Regions from separate parts of the Podarcis muralis genome. Here region 1 is linked to region 2. A link is a contact called in public Hi-C data. All regions are on one chromosome and are shown on one strand. The core of a region is the stretch at or near the end of the contact, and the rest is flanking DNA. Distances in the headings are between cores, read along the strand shown.

What was found. Hi-C and Micro-C count contacts between places; a contact is called where the count stands out from the background.
Region 1: a contact with region 2 is called in a Hi-C map of blood, with 9 times the contacts expected there. The contact joins the promoter of RPL7L1 here to the promoter of FABP2 in region 2. A contact is called at or near these places in 2 of 3 Hi-C or Micro-C datasets (blood and tail).

The regions. Positions count from the first base shown.
Region 1 is chr9:28,668,968-28,671,691 of rPodMur119.hap1.1, reverse strand. It overlaps RPL7L1 (ribosomal protein L7 like 1), which reads right to left and starts at 1,410. Exons shown (of 7, transcript XM_028743286.2): 1 at 1,291-1,410; 2 at 842-950. The coding sequence starts at 1,304.
Region 2 is chr9:28,479,054-28,482,151 of rPodMur119.hap1.1, reverse strand. It overlaps FABP2 (fatty acid binding protein 2), which reads left to right and starts at 1,428. Exons shown (of 4, transcript XM_077933989.1): 1 at 1,428-1,565. The coding sequence starts at 1,499. LOC144328858 (a long non-coding RNA gene) reads right to left here. Exons shown (of 7, transcript XR_013394163.1): 2 at 1,761-1,877.

The DNA of each region.
Region 1 (2,724 bases), core at 161-2,660, 190 kb before region 2:
TCCATAATGTGTTTTATTAGCAGTAGCAAAACACATAATATACCTGGCTAACACGTGGCCTACTGTTATAACTGGAAAAAACACTTACTCCCTTCCTGGATGACAGCATAAGAATATGGGAGCAAGCACACCTGAGTGACTGATAATGTAAAGGTCAAATAATTTATTGAAAAACTGAGCATTTTAAATACGTATCAATACAATAAGTTACAGGGCAATGTTTAACCACAAAGTTTGTTGGGAACAGTACAGAAACAGATTATCTTAATTTAACCTAACCTTATTTCTGCTCTCTGAACTGAAATACTTATGTGGTTACTTCTTTTTCCTTTTAGAAAAAGGGCTGGATTTCAGTTTAAGGAGCTTAAACTACAATTGGGGCAGGCGGGTTACCATGGAAAAGTAGATGGGATGTGATAGAATTTGGAACTTTATATCAAAGAGAGCATCCTTGTTTGATTCAGTCACCAAATGGTTCAAGCAAGTCTTGGTTACAGTCATACAGAGGAACTTCAAGAAAAAGGTTTGATAAAGGATGGACAGAAAAAGCCATTCTAAGAATACGTTGTGAGGGAGTACCTATTTTTACAATACTGGAGAGGTGAAAAGGGTGATAATGTTTCCTACAAATCCAAGCAAGACTACATCCTTCTAAAGCAAAAAGATATACACCCTTGATTTCTACCACTTCTCTTTTCCCAAGGATTTTAACTGAAACCTGATTTTACATTACATGCATCATTTCTCTAACATTTATTACAGCTGGCCTGATCAAGGGAATTCCTGCCTGAGCTGATCAGGTGAGCGTACAATGTCCTGACCTACAATATGCCTCCCCTACCTTTCTTTTGTCCAACAGCGCCTGCTTTGCTTGGGTGGCTTTGATTGCTTGATATGCCTTTCTTTTTTTCAGTAGATTTTCTGGCACCCGGGGAATCTTCTTTGGTGGTCTAAAACACAAGAGTTTGAACGGGTCAGACAGAACACAAAAACAGATCTAATGGAAAGCGATTTTCACACATTCATATACACAATGCATTGCACAAATGGGTCCTATGCAAGGACTTAATTCGTTCTAGTAAACATACACACAGAATCCTAGAAGCAGTCGTTTTCCATATCGTACGATCTCCCTCCACCGATCCAGTACAAAACACTGTGACCCGTATCTATTGTTCTTGCAGGCCTCTGACTATGCCTCCATCCAACAAACAAAGCAGAAGCCCAAGCCCTCCCCGAGGATGGACACGGATTCTCCCCCGGTCTACTTCTTCCCCCTCGAAAACTCACTCAGGCTCCGCCATGTTTCCTCGCCACCTGTGTCCCGTTTCGATCCACTACGCATGCGTACCCCTTCCGGAAGGAAGCGTTTCGCATCTCACGCACAGGCGCGTCGAGGCGCTGCCCTTAAATGGCATGGTTTAATCCGCTCTAGCGTCTATCTCTATGGTTCTCGTCCTCAAGAGATATACGGTAACCCTACCGTTATAGAGCTAAGAAAATTCAGTAACCCATCTCATTGTGCGAACTTCCGGGTTCATTTTTAAAAATAGGTTCCATCCTGGGGAGAGCAGTGAGAGCTGCCCATAAAAGGAAATACGCGGAGAATTCCAGGGTTTTAGGGTAGCTGTCATAAAGCAGCAGCGCTCAGAAGAAGAAAAAAACCAGTGGAAAATGCAGCTCCCTCCCCTTCGTGTCACATTTCGTGTTGAAAAAACGATCTTCAGTTTTAAACCCCTTTTTAAATGTTCATGCTGATGCCTTGTGAGAGTGGGGCGAGGGGCGGTGAATGACACATGGGTTACAACAGCCTTGTAATGTAGTCTAGTATGGATATGTTCCGTTTATGCATGTTAAAAAATACCCCCCCCACCCGAAAAAAGCTCCCCACTACTGTTTACACGAAAGAAGAGCTGAATTATAAGAATAAAGAAAATTCCTGAGTTTTGCTGCTGTCTTTGCGGCAGCGGAGAAGGGGGCTTGTAAAACGAGAGCCTTTTCCACGGATGTCCATTCTCAACTCTCCCAGTTGCGGGCAACTGGGGTTATTAAAATGGGGAGCTGTCCTCCTCATGGTCATACACCAGGCAACATCCCAGGGAGGGAGAGAGGTGAGTCGGAGAGAAGAGTTCAATGCTGTGGCGCCCAAATTGTGATTTGAAAATTGTGGAGTGGCTCCTGCCAGGGCAGCATTCTAGGAAATCAAGTTATTGGACTTGGAAGTGGAATATCTCATTTCATTGGAGAAAACAGGAGTGGTGATTATTCTCACACTTGAGGCCCAATTTATTTTTATTGACATAGCTGTCAACTTTCAGATTTGAAAATAAGGCATCAGCAGCCTCGAAAATAAGGGATCAGGAGCCTCACCTGTCCTGGGGACAGTCTCCTGGATAGCAGTGGGAAACGGTGCTGGAATAAGGGAATTTCCCACACAAAAAAGGGAAGGTTGATAGCTATGTTTATTGATTGACGGTCGTTTTGTGTGTGTGTGTGTGTGATGGGATCTTGAGAGGGATGCGGGTGGCGCTGTGGGTTAAACCACAGAGCCTAGGACTAGCCGATCAGAAGGTCGGCGGTTCGAATCCCCGCAACGGGGTGAGCTCCCGATTCTTGGTCCCTGCTCCTGCCAACCTAGCAGTTTGAAACCATGTCAAAGTGCAAGTAGATAAATAGGTACTGCTCCAGCGGGAAGGTAAACAACATTTCTGTGCGCTGCTCTGC
Region 2 (3,098 bases), core at 179-2,678:
AATATTTAATCCAAGCACCCAGCCTACAGACAAGTGGAGTGGGACTTTTTAAATTAATAAATAAAATCATAATCATCAATGTTTGTTAAGTGTTTTAAATCAGTGGGCATTTAGAGAGTGCTGGAGAGAAGGAAAGAGTTGAGAAAGTATGTGTGGGACTTCAAACGTAGTCTAGAACTGACTGAAGCCAAAGGTAGGTTGCTGAAGAGCTATTATCATGCATGTTTGAATTGCTGGCAGCACACATTTCAAGTTCCTGATAGGTTCACAGAGATGTAAGAGTCGTTGTTCCTCAGAAAGTCAGTGTTGACTTTTTACTAGGCTTAGAGTGCTATACAGTGGTACCTCGGGTTAAGAACTTAATTCATTCTGGAGGTCCGTTCTGAACCTGAAACTGTTCTTAACCTGAGGTACCACGTTAGCTAATGGGGCCTCCTGCTGCCGCTGCGCTGCCAGAGCATGATTTCTGTTCTCATCCTGAAGCAAAGTTCTTAACCTGGGGTACTATTTCTGGGTTAGTGGAGTCTGTAACCTGAAGCGTCTGTAACCCGAGGCACCACTGTACTTGCTACTCATGTGTAAGCTTCACTGAGTTTAGTGGGGCTGTATATAGAGTTGAGAGTACAGGATTCTCACCCCTGTTTAAAATACTTCACCACCGATTTAGAAAATACACATGCTAAGATGTTGCTCTCAAACCAGTCCTGTGTTGAGCAGGCATGTCAATGCTATTTTATTTTATTTTATTTTATTTTATTTTATTTGGCACTATGCAGACACAGACATCTTCAGCAGGAGAGGTAACTTAGTACAGTCTGATCTTGTTTGCCTTGGCTGACCTGACAAATTCAAACCAATTAGCTGCCCTATACTTAGATTCTCAGAATTTGAATTGGCAAAGCACCTAAGGCAAAACGAACAACAATGGTCAGGCTCTAGATTGAATGCTCTGCACTTGTCTTTCCTGCCCTTATTATACAAAGTGGAACAGCTTCCAAACACCACCTGGGGTTGGTTACAGCAAGGCAGTATGAAGAAGCTTTGTGCTCTCTCTTCTTGGGTCAATATTTAATTTCTCTCAGCAGTAAGACACCGCAAAGAGGATTGATAAAAGTTTGCTAGTTCAAATAAGGGCTTTCAATTAAACTAAACCCCCACCCTGATTCCTTTTCTCTCTGTGTTTTCTCTCTCTCTCTAAATCAACAGTCGCAGTTTAATATGTTATTCATAGCTGTACCTCAAAGAACTGTGGACTTGGGAACACTTACTCACTTCAGCTGGGTTTTCACAGGCACCCTTTGCAACAGGGTAAATAATCAGTTTTAGAAGCTAAATCTTATAGGGCCATGTGACTAAATTGCACTTTAGTCAGCCACACCAGTGTGTGAATTGCTTTCGAGATAAGTGAAGGCATATATCCCCCCCAGGGAACTAAGGAATACCCCAGGTTGAGCAGAAATCACCTCTGTGTTAAGCTCCCCTCTTACAGCAGATAAGGATGGCATTTGATGGCACCTGGAAGGTGGAGAAGAGTGAAAACTATGAGAAGTTCATGGAGGCGATGGGTAAGATCTGGATCCCCTTTGCCTCCTATGACAATGTTTGTTATCACTGCTATTTGAAAGCTTGGTGGAGATGCTGCCCTTCTTTTCATGGTCTCCTTAGCCACTGATGTTCTGCTGCACTGTCTGCTACCTACTAAATCTCAGCTCTTCTATCCTCTTCTATCCTTTAGAGAGAGCTTCCTGAAAAAAAAATACCTTGCCAGTAAATGAATCTTGCACAACCATTAGGGTTGCCTCTCCTCCTCCTCCTCCTATTCGTCCAACACGGGAGATGTAGTGATGTTGAAATGTTTTGCTAGGTTTTTCCCCCGCCTGCAGAGGGAAAAAATATATTTAGCACTGCTGGCACGTTGCAATAAAGAATTCACTGGTCTTTATTTTTATCCTGCGCTTTTCTTGAAGCAACTCAGCGTGGTGTGCGTAATTTATGTCCTTGCCACCACTGTTTTATCTTCACAAGCATCCCTGTGAGGTGGGATGGCTGATAGCACGTTTGAAACATTCTTTCCTTCAGAGAATTCTGGGCAATGTAGTTTTACCCCTCACAGTCACAATTCCCAGTACAGTGGTACCTCGGGTTAAGTACTTAATTCATTCCGGAGGTCCATACTTAACCTGAAACTGTTCTTAACCTGAAGCACCACTTTAGCTAATGGGGCCTCCTGCTGCCGTCACGCCACCGGAGCATGATTTCTGTTCTCATCCTGAAGCAAAGTTCTTAACCTGAAGCACTATTTCTGGGTTAGCGGAGTCTGTAACTTGAAGCGTATGTAACCCGAGGTACCACTGTATCCCTTAACAAACTACAGTGCCTATATATATGTGTATATATACACTGGTGGGGAAGAATGTGCTTCCTATGTGCTTTAAATATGTAGTATGTATGCAGCCAGTCACCCTCTGAGCTTCACGGCTAAGGAGATTTTTCAACTCAGGTTTTCAAGCTCTTGGTTTCACACACACACACTAGCTCTTATCTTAGAAATTTACCTTTCCTCTTAATTGTGCTTGCAAAACTCAAGGCAATGATTTCCTGCTCTCATACTTTTCTAAGACTTAACATCTCCTTGAGCACTCAGTGGAATATGCCATATGCCCACTACAAAGCATTTGCAGCCCTCAAGCTGCTGTTGGAATCCATTTTATAAAAAAATTAAATTTAAAAACCGCCCCATATCCACAGGTCTCAGGGTGGTTCACAGGATTAAATCTCATCAACCCCAGCCCTCTTCAGCCCATACATTCACCCTCCTCCTATAGGCCATACATTCACCCTCCTCCTACAGGCCAGCCACATACAGTGGTGCCTCGCAAGACGAAATTAATCCATTCCGCGAGTCTCTTCGTCTTGCGGTTTTTTCGTCTTGCGAAGCACGGCTATTAGCGGCTTAGCAGCTATTAACGGCTTAGTGGCTTTAAGAAAAAGGAAACAAACTCGCAAGAACTCGCAATACGTTTCGTCTTGCGAAGCAAGCCCATAGGGAAATTCGTCTTGCAGAACGACTCAAAAAACGGAAAACCCTTTCGTCTAGC